Regions from separate parts of the Capra hircus genome. Here region 1 is linked to region 2. The links are chromatin contacts, called in public Hi-C maps. All regions are on one chromosome and are shown on one strand. Each heading gives the region's core, a stretch centred on a gene start, on an enhancer-like site or on the middle of the called end of the contact. The rest is flanking DNA. Distances are from core to core; before and after follow the strand shown. Region 1 has its middle 81 kb from the start of TRNAK-UUU. Region 2 has its middle 17 kb from the start of KCNA2.

Region 1 (5,379 bases), core at 893-3,392, 180 kb after region 2:
GAGGAGCACAGCAACACAGTCTGGGGAACCCCAAAGAAGCCACACTGACTAATGGTTTTCCATTTCTGTTTCTCTGGGTCAACTATGGGACAAGCTTAGCATGGAGCTGGTATCCCTGGCCTGGGTATGTTACTGTCTGCAGACAGGTGCGGTGCCTGCCAGATTGGGTGGGGTGGGTGTGTTGGAGATGCGTGTTCAGCGTGCAGGATGACAGCGCAGTAATCAAAGCCTGCTGTCCAGAGTTCAAGGTCCACGGCTGCAGCTTCCTAGGTGTGTAACTCTGGGTAAGCAGAATCTCTGGGTCTGAAGTGACCGTAGGCAGAGGCAACAGAATCAATCTCATGGGACTGTTTTAATGATTTTAAGAAGTTAACACATGTCATTAAATGGAGAAGGAAATGGCAACCCACTCCAGTATTCTTGCCTAGGAAATCCCATGGATAGAGGAGCCTGTTGGACTACAGTCCATAGGGTCACAAAGTGTCAGACATGACTGAGTGACTTACATACATACTCTCTCTCTCTCACACACACACACACACCCCAATATGTCATTAAATCAATCCTTGGCACATAACTTGATTTTCAGATATGGAAACTAGGAGACAGGTGAGCTAAATAGTTTTCTGGTAGAAACAGGTTACAATCTCAGGCCCATCTGGTCCCAGGCCTCTGTTCTTAACCACTGCTCTACACTCCCTTCATACAGGCACTGACTTCTGACAGAGGAGCACCAGACACAGGGGCCTGGGCAGTCTGACACTTTTCTGCAGGGAAGAAAAGGAGGCCTCCTGACCACTCATACATGTATAATGTGATCCAGATGTGAGGGCGTGGGGATGACATCCAAGCACTTGAATTCATATCCTGGTCCTCTTGCCCCCTCAGCTGAGTAACCCTGAGCACATCATTCGCTTCTTGGCTTCAGACTCCTCAACCATGCTGGGGGAGTTGGGCTGAAGGGCCTCTCAGACGCCTCACCCTGAACTTCCATGACCCCATTCCCCACACACGGATCTGCCCATAGCAGGAAGTCTGGTCTGAGTAAGTAGCTGTGATGGGGGAACAGAGTCTGAGGGCTACTGCTGTGTGAATGTGTTTGAAGGCACCTCAAGTGACAAACGTGTTTGAGCAAACCTTTCTCCTGTCCTTGCCAATATTGATTTTTCCAAGTGTGGGATCGATGCACTGCTGAGATAAGGAGGGACAGAGTACACGGTGTTCTCTGAGACCGCAGGAAGCCGTCTGCTCCCATCACCTGCCTCTGTGACTCTTTCTGGGGCTCACGCAGGCATGACAGACAACAGTGTCTGAGAAGCATGGTAGGTGGGAGGAAGTGTGAGGAAGCATATTTTCCCTGACTTGGAGACCGGGGTTGGGATGCCATCTGACTTCTAGTCACAGCTTCATGACTTCCTGTCTCTGGAATGTTGAGTCAGTCCCTCTCAGGGCCTTAGTCTCCTAATCTCTCAAAGAAGATCATTGTGTCTGAGGCTACTTGGGAATATTAGAGTGCACATGAAAACTCCCTGTCCATTGTCAACTTCGTGAGATGAATGTGGTTTTTCCTCTTCTTGGAAAGTTTTCAGTTCTCAACAGAAACTATTCAAAAACATCCCCTCAGCCTCTGGTGTGCTTAGTCTCTCAGTCATGTCCGACTCTTGCGACTCCATTCCTCCTGCCAGGCTCCACTGTCCATGGGATTCTCCAGGCAAGAATACTGGAGTAGGTTGCCATTTCTCTCTCCAAGGGATCTTACTGACTCAGGAATCAAACCCAGGTCTCCTGCATTGCAGTCAGACTCTTTACCAACTGATCTATGAGGGAAGCCCAACCTTTGGGATGGAAACCAAAAACTTTGGTTTCTCGGAATTATAGTTCTGCTGCAATGGCAGGAGTATCTAAGAGCATAGCCAGGACTCTCTACTTGGCATCCAAAGCAGGGTCTGGGTGAGGAGCATGTAAATCTCTACTAAAAACTGAGCCTAGCAGCAAAGACAGTATGAGGACCAGAGCTTGAGTTTGGATGTGCAAAGTAAGCTGACGATCCAGAAGAGAAGGCAAATTAATAAGACAAGGGCAGTCCGTGGCGGTGGGTGTGTAGGTGCTGTGGGCACACAGAACAGGGACGTCAAAGGGGAAGTGGTGGCAGGGAGACAGCAGGGGTGCCTTCCTGGAGAAGATGACGTCAAAGCTGGGTCCCAAAGGATCGGTGGGAGTTAGCAGGAAAGCACATGTTTTAAGAAAGAATTCAAAGCAGAGAGCATTGCGTGTTATCTAGGGCAGGAAGTGGCTGGAATGTAGAATCTGCTGTGGGGGATGGGGAGTGAGAGGAAGCAAGAAGGTAGTACCGAGAAGAAGCAAGGGAGCAGAAGACAATTTTCTTCTGACTTTCAGTTTAAAAATGCTGCAACCATCATGACAACCAGAGAGGGTAAGTGATTTGCCCAAGACTGTACTGGGGAAAAAAATGACCCCAAAGTGAGCTGGGATGTTGAGGAAATATGGCTATGGCTAAAACACTGCTCCCAAGACTGCCTGCCAGAGATTTTTCCCGTGAGACGTTGCTTAAGGTGATCATCAGAACAAGAGGAGTTTCACAGTAGGTTAATAATACACTAAGTATGAGGTATTTCCGGATGTGCCACATTTCCTGTGCTAGAAGAAACTAATTAAACTCCCAGGACAGGAAGTGTGCGTGTGAGAACACAGAGCGAAATCAGGCTAATCTGACATTTCACACCATCCATGACCTTGGCTGATAACCTCTATTCAGCCGATCTTGATTCCTCATTCTTCATATAGCTGTCTTCCTGAGGCTTGAGCAGGGATCGTTTTGAAATGGGATAGACAATTCCAAGATTAAAAAAAAAACAAACTTGTCTCCCCTGCAATACTGACCTTCAAGAGGAGCTATCATCGTCAAATTCAAGAAAGGAGAGCCCAGACCATTTAGTTATTTCCCCAGAAGGTAGGAATAAACCAAGGGTGAAAGGGCCCTATTCTCTGCCCTATGCCTTCCTGGCACTGTTTTATCCTCCTCATGGTAGAGGTGATGGGGAAGCCAGAAACTGCTGTCACCTGAATGGGACCACTCTGAGCCTTCTCTGCACAGCCACAGATAACCCCACTTATTAAACCCTGACAGAGGCACGGAGTACAAGAGTTCTGTTGCCATTCACCCTAAAACCCTCTCTGATCTTTGTTTTCATGACATACAAGGTTGAAAAGGTAAAATCAATAAAGAGGATCTAGGAGATGGGAATGGTGATTTAGGAATTATGCCACTTTATGCCAGTGAATGAAGGGCTGTCCAAATGCCCTACAACTACAATCTGCTCTGATGAGGGCCCTCAATTAGGACCTAAGCTTCCAGGGTCTAAGGTGTGAAAACGCAGCAGTAACACAGAGGAGCAAACCAATCTCTCATCTTGATGTGCCTTCCTTTCCCTTTCTGCATCAAGTGAACACGTTCTATATCCAGGGGCTCCAGCGGGAAATGACAGTCCCCAGCCTGGGATGCTGTTTGGCTAATATTATGGTTCCTCTGTCCCAACCTCTCCCTGACTTTTCTCCTCATCAAACAAATGGTGCCTGGCACGGAAATGTCTAGACACCTGTGTGGGTGTAGCCTGGGGCGAGGGATCTGAAGAGGAGGAATGTCTGCAGTTATTATCATGATCTCCAAGATCTGGGCCAGGCTCCAGGGAAACTGAATTTGGAAGAGCTGCAACCCAGCATTCTGGAGAAGTCACCCCAGAGTGCTGGGCGGTGGGCTCCACGACAGCTGATTCAAGATTTCCTGTGGTGATGCTCTGCCCTCTGGTGGCGGACCTGTAGAAATTATCATGTTCCCTTGGTTGTCTGATTCCAAGACCATCTGTGACTTTCCCCGAACCTGAGCTGGGTTCTTATAAAAACCGCCAGAGATGGGCCCTGTTCTCACAGGCTACCTGCCAGAGAGAGAGAAGGAGCATGCACGGGATGGTGAGAGAAGGTGCCTGGATTCTGTTTAAACAACCACAGGCTTTCTGTAAAGGAACAGTCTCCCCTTACTCCTGTGGTAACAAGGGCAAGTGACTGTTTCTAGACAATGGTGTTAATATGGCCTTTCCCCCTACTTGCCCCATCCCTTTAGTCCTCTAAGCCTCACTTCCTCTGTCTCCTAGGACCAGGACTTGTCAAAACTGTGCCAGAGAGAGATTTTGGTGGATTGCAGAACACCCTCATTAGCCACACTTGTTGGAAGAATGCTCCAGGTTGGTTGGCTAGGTTCCATGCTGTGTTGACACTCATTAAAGTAAATAATAATCATAACAACAAATTATTCTATAGTGCTTACTCTGTGCCAAGCAATATCCTAGCCTATTGTCATGCATTTACTCACTTAACACTCGCAACAGCTTCAAGACATAAGAGCTGCTTTACCCCCATTCTATGGGTGAGGAAACAGGCTCAGAGAGGTTAAATAACTTGTCAAGTAGAAGCAGCAGAGCTAGAATTGTAGACTGGAACATCTCTTTACTACTGTGTGTGTGCGTGAGTGCTAAGTCACTTCAGTCATGTCCGACTCTTTTGAACCCATGGACAATAGCTTGCCAGGCTCCTCTGTCCATGGAATTCTCCAGGCAAGAATACTAGAGTGGGTTGCCATGCCCTCCTCCAGGGGATCTTCCCAACCTGGGGATCGAACCCCCATCTCCTTTAGCTCCTGCATTATAAGTGGATTCTTTACCACTGAGCCACGGGGAAACCCAGGTTAGTAGAGGCAATTAGAATTAGAGGCTAGAATCACCTGAGGGAAGAGTAGAATTCCTGGATCCCACCTATGGACCCAGCAGGACAGCTTCTCTGAAACAGATTCTGCAAGGGAAGTATCATCAGAGATGGATCCCCCAAGGGCCAGTCTCTAAATAGGGTCAAAATAACAATGGGTTCCATAAGATGAACCAAGGATTGACAAATTTTAATTTGGGAAGTCTTAAGGTCCTTAAGGGAGAAGGCAATGGCACCCCACTCGAGCACTCTTGCCTGGAAAATCCCATGGACGGAGGAGCCTGGTAGGCTGCAGTCCATGGGGTCGCACAGAGTTGGACGCGACTGAGCGACTTCACTTTCACTTTTCACTTTCATGCATTGGAGAAGGAAATGGCAAACCACTCCAGTGTTCTTGCCTGGAGAATCCCAGGGACGGGGGAGCCTGGTGGGTTGCTGTCTATGGGATCGCACAGAGTCAGACACGATTGAAGCGACTTAGGAGCAGCAGCAGCAGCAGCAGCAGCAGCAGCAAGCTCCTTAATAATGACACTCTTTAATAATTACCAGTGTTTAGCAGCATTTTGCACTTGGTAGTTGGATAGTAAATGTTTGCAGGATGTG
Region 2 (5,259 bases), core at 1,017-3,516:
GACCCCATTACTTCATGGCAAATAGACTGGGGGAAAGTGAAAACAGTGACAGATTTTATTTTCTTGGGCTCCAAAATCACTGCAGATGGTGACGGCAGCCACGAAAAAAGACTCTTGCTTCTTGGAAGAAAAGCGGACAACCTAGACAGCATATTAAAATGCAAAGACATGACTTTGCCCACAAAGATCCATCTAGTCAAAGCTATGGTTTTTCCAGCAGTCAAGTACAGATGTGAGAGTTGGACCATAAAGAAGGCTGAGCACTGAAGAACTGATACTTTCAAACTGTGATGCTGGGGAAGACTCTTGAGAGTCGTCCCTTGAACTGCAAGGAGATCAAACCAGTCAATCCTAAAGGAAATCAACCGTGAATATTCATTGGAAAGACTGATGCTAAAGCTGAAGCTCCAGTACTTTGGCCAGCTGATGCAAAGAACAAACTCATTGGAAAAGACCCTGATGCTGAGAAAGACTGAAGGCAGGAGAAGGGGACAGCAGAGGATGAGATGGTTGGATGGCATCACCGACTCAATGGACATGAGTTTGAGCAAGCTCCAAGAGATAATGGACAGGGAGGCCTGGTGTGCTGCCGTCCATGAGGTCACAAAGAGTCGGACACGACTGAGGGACTGAACACCAGCACTGTCCCCGGTGGTCTGTTGGCTAGGATTCAGCACTCTCACTGCTGCCGCCTGACTTTGACCCCTGGCTGGGGTACCAAACTCCTGCTTCAAGCCGCTGCAGGCCGAGGCTACCTGAGATCAGGACCAGTATCCAGCTGTGGAGAGTTTTGAACAAGGTGTTTAAGGAGGAAAGGACTGGCAGAGGACAGGGGAGGCAGCCTTCGGCAGGCACTGTTGCCTACAAGGGGAAGTGGTGGCTGCCTCCCTCTCAGGGACTGTAGGATCCCACACTCTGCAGTAGGGTGGTCCAGCCACATAGAGAACAACTTGTTAGCTTGTGGTAAAATACTTTCCTCCTCTTCTAACTCTTCTCTGGTGAGTCACAGGAACCCAGAATCGCAGCCTCCTCCCCAGCTTTGCCATTCAGATGGAGCTGCACCCTGGAAGATTACTGAAGCCCTCTGATCTTTCTCTTTGGCATTATTGCCCTGGGTGGGCTTTCCTTTGGAGAAATAGGATGGGGGGGTGCTTGGCCCTCTGATAAAAGGCACAGGAGGGTTATGAAGGAGAGAAGGAAAAGGATGCTCAGGTGTTTCTTGCACCATCACTTACACTTTTAATAGGCAGCCAATTAGGAACTTCCAGTGGAATTCTCGTTTTTGTCACCACACCCCCATGCCTGGCCCTCTTCCATGCCTTTAAATAGTGCTGCTCTTCACTCAGCTGCCGGGGGCCCAGGCCCTGGAGACGGCCTTTGACTAACCCATCGTGTGCATGTGTGTGTGCTGACGTGTCTGACTCATTGGGATCCGCTGGACTGTAGCCCACCAGGCTCCTCTGTCCATGGAATCTTCCAGGCAAGAATACTGGAGTGCGTTGCCATTCTCTACTCCAGCTGATCTGCTTAAGCCAGGCAGGGACCAACCCTGTGTCTCTTGGTCTTCTGAGCTGGCAGGTGGATTCTTTACCACTGACAAACCCATCAGCAACTTCTATTTATTGTCTCTGTTTTCAGTGTATTCTGAATGCTTTGTCTTATCTCCTCCAAGAGTGATGCAAGCGCCAGGCACTCATCTCTCACCTGGGCCCTCAACAGGTCTCATTTCTACGCTTGCCTCAGGCAGAAGCCAGAGGGATTTTTTAGAAACAGAAATCAGGTTATGTCATGCCTTTGTCCAAAATCCAATGGTTCTCAGCACCACCTTCAGCCTTTCTGTGGCCTGAAAGGTTCTGAACCATCTGTGCCCTGGATACCTTTCTGACCTCATTTCCAACCACCCTCCTATGTTCATTTGGCTGGACCAGCTGCCTCCTTGCCCATCCTCAAACCCAAGTACATCCCTGCAGCAGGGCTTAGAAGACTTGTTTCCCAGTCTCGTGACTTGCTTTCTTTCTGGCATCGCTGCTTATGTATGACTTCCTAGGAGAATGCCTAGCACATATTGGGGAAATAAATGAATGGATGGTAATATCTATATTAACCCTGTGAGCGGCACCTAGGAAGCACTTACTAACCAGCAGGTAATAACAGTTTGGCCTAAGCACTTTTGTCATGCCTTTGAAATCTGCTCCCACTCCCAGGGTCCCAGTGGACCTACGCAGGAAAAGTGGAGATCCGCTCGGCCCAAAGAACCAGATGCATGCGCAGTCCGTGGCCACCAGAGGGCGCCACACGCGGCGGCATCTCCGCACTGAGGTACAGCTGCGGCTGCAGCAATGCTGGAGGTTGAGGCCACCCTTCCTTCACCAGTACCGGAGAGAAGGGAAGTGAGTATCTACAAGCCATGGTTTCTAAACTGCACGTGACTCCCTGCATCTTTGCTAACCCGGATCCCGAGGCGCTTTAAGAAAGGGCGGGAGAGATTTTAGTTCAGTTCAGTTCAGTTCAGTTGCTCAGTCGTGTCCAACTCTTTGCAACCCCATGGACTGCAGCACGCCAGGCCTCCCTGTCCACCACCAACTCCCAAAGTTTACTCAAACTCATGCCCATTGAGTCGGTGATGCCATCCAGCCATCTCATCCTCTGTCGTACCCTTCTCCTCTTGCCCTCGATCTTTCCCAGCATTAGGGTCTTTTCAAATGAATCCGTTTTTCGCATCAGCTGGCCAAAGTATTGGAGTTTCAGCTTCAACATTAGTCCTTCCAATGAATATTCAGGACTGATTTTCTTTAGGATGGACTCGTTGGATCTCCTTGCAGAGAGATTTTGAGAGTTAATTAAAATGGGTTCCCCTGCCCCCACTACTTGTCAAACTCCAAACCTCAGCACTTCCAACTCACCTGAGATCAGCTTGTTTGACAACAGTCCCTTCCTCCTGGCAAACACAGAACCCAGAAACTGGAGCTTTAATTAACACAAACTCCTCTCTCTGACAAACCCTGCAATCATCTACCCACCCCGGGAAGAGTGTTCCCAGCCTGCCAGGGTGACTTGGGGCTAATCTCCTAGAAGACCACTGATCCATGTAATACCTTCCACAGCAAATTCTGCTGTGAACTATGATTCTGAGAGCCTCCCGGAAGCAGAATCTGGCTTAATGAAGGTGGGGAGTGCGGGAGAGAGAAAGAGATCAGCCACTAACATGGGCTCGGAGGCTCCTTTCTGACTTCTCAGCGCTCAGAAAAAGTCTGACATCTCTAGCATCCAGACTCAGTCCCTGCCCTCACACATCCTGTCTCTTCTCCAGACCCTCCCTGTTCCCTTCTGAGTGAATCCCATGCAGGCAGCTCTGCCCTGCAGCCTGGGTGCTGGACACCATCTTAGAGGTCACCTCACCATTTCCGGGGCCCATGCAGCATGTTGAGAACCCACTCCTCACTCCCCTCACCGCAGGTCCTGTGTGGTGACTTGGCCCGCTGGGCTCGGTGGATCGTTTTTCTGATGGTATGCACACTATTTCCCAGGCGTGGCTGCACATGATCTTGCCTTTCTTTCCCACTGCCCCTTCTCGGGGTGAACACTGTGCCATTCAGAACAGGGCCCTCACTTGGCAGAGGGCCTGAGGATGGGACTGGGCAGGGCAGGGAGTGAGGTAGTGAACTGCTGCTTTAACCAACAGATGACCTGAACTGAGGATGTGGCTGGAAGGTGAGTACAAGGATCAGGGCAGGCAGCATCTGAAGTCAAGGCCCCCAGGTCTTCCCATCTTCCACACGGCTCCTGCTTTTTCGTCCGTTCCCCCAGTAAGTTCCTTTTAAAAGACCCTCCCCACACACCCCCAGGTACCCCATGTATGGGATCACTTTGCCTGCAAAACAAACTGCTTTCATTATGTAACAATGAGCGTGTCTATCCAGTGTTAACAACGTGAACATTTATAAGGGCCAACACAGCTTCTGGCCAACACGAGAGGCTGTGGATCGCCTCGCTGAAGTGTGAGAATTCAGCCCAAAGTAAAGTCACTTGACATTCTGTTTTGCTTGGGCAGCCTTGTTACAAGTAAAGGTGTGACTTTTCCTTGGGCTTTTTGAAATTCTAAAATAACTACAGTGCCTCAGTATTACCCACCCACCCTCCGCCAGACACCAGTCTCTGGAGATTTCTGAGTGTGAATGCTGGCTTTGGCACATAACTTGTTCTGTCCTGCAAAGTCCCACTCTTTAGAATTCTGTTCTTTGCTGGGTGAATAAAGGTTCATTTACTAATTTTTCACGAGCTTCCATGAAAAATGGATTAGTGGGCTAATTTTAACCATAGCCCTTGCCGGTGGCATAATGCTTTAACCCAATAAAATACAGCTATTTCTGGAACATAAAATTGTATGTACAGCATGGTTATAACTCCATTAAAAACAACAACTTTTAGCATTTCTAGCCATGACAGAGTGAAAAAAAAAAAAAAGGAAAATTGTTAGTCGTTCAGTCGTGTTCAACTCTTTGTGACCACATGGACTGTAGCCCACCAGGCTCCTCTGTCCATGGGATTCTCCAGGCAAGAATACTGGAGTGGGTTGCCCTGCCCTTCTCCAGGGGATCTTCCCAACCCAGGGTTCAAACCTGGGTCTCCCACACTGCAGGCAGACTCTTCACTGCCTGAGTCACCAGGGAAGCCCCATGACAAAGTGAAGACACTGGCAAATCATCTCATCCAAAAATAATGTTTAACTGGGCAAAATAGTCATAAACAATCATTTCGGGGCTGGCTCTGAAAATTGATCAAATACAAATGACACATTAAGAAAAATTCATTCATAAAAAACTCTTGAACTTCTGGTAAGAACAATGGGAGTTTGAGGTGCTCTTGCTTCCGGCTGCCCCCTCTCACCCGGCTCAGGAGAGAGAGATCTAGTGGAATATGACTGGCTGTGAAAACCAGCAGTTTCACTGCTGGAGGAGGCTGCTTGATTTAGAAAGGAGGGCAGAAGTCCCATGTTCAACAGAGTTTCAGTGAAAGTAGCAAGCTTGGAGTAAGACAAATAAGCCCACAGCCCTGCTTGTTTGAAGTTTCAGGCGGGTAGCAGATCTGTCGAGTATCCAGAAATTTAACAGGAAAAGCTGGAAATAAAATAGCTCCAAAGGGACGAGATAAACTCTGCACACATTTCTGGCTGTCTGGGAGTCTGCTCCTGCATAAACATGTCCTGGGAGGACCTGGGAGGAAATAAAAGCCGAGATAAAAACCTGCCTGAAGCTTCAG

Evidence for each region. A called contact is a pair of places that touch in the nucleus more often than the background predicts.
Region 1: a Hi-C map of blood shows a contact between it and region 2, with 3 times the contacts expected there. The contact joins two enhancer-like sites. A contact is called at or near these places in 3 of 5 Hi-C or Micro-C datasets (blood and liver).

What each region holds. Positions count from the first base shown.
Region 1 is chr3:87,945,034-87,950,412 of ARS1.2, forward strand. No RefSeq gene overlaps it. Among named protein-coding and RNA genes, the nearest start is that of TRNAK-UUU, 81 kb to the left of the region's middle. Within about 2 kb of position 2,143, at least 1 of the 5 cell types and tissues checked has an H3K27ac peak or open chromatin away from gene starts, as enhancers often do.
Region 2 is chr3:87,760,710-87,765,968 of ARS1.2, forward strand. No RefSeq gene overlaps it. Among named protein-coding and RNA genes, the nearest start is that of KCNA2, 17 kb to the left of the region's middle. Within about 2 kb of position 2,267, at least 1 of the 5 cell types and tissues checked has an H3K27ac peak or open chromatin away from gene starts, as enhancers often do.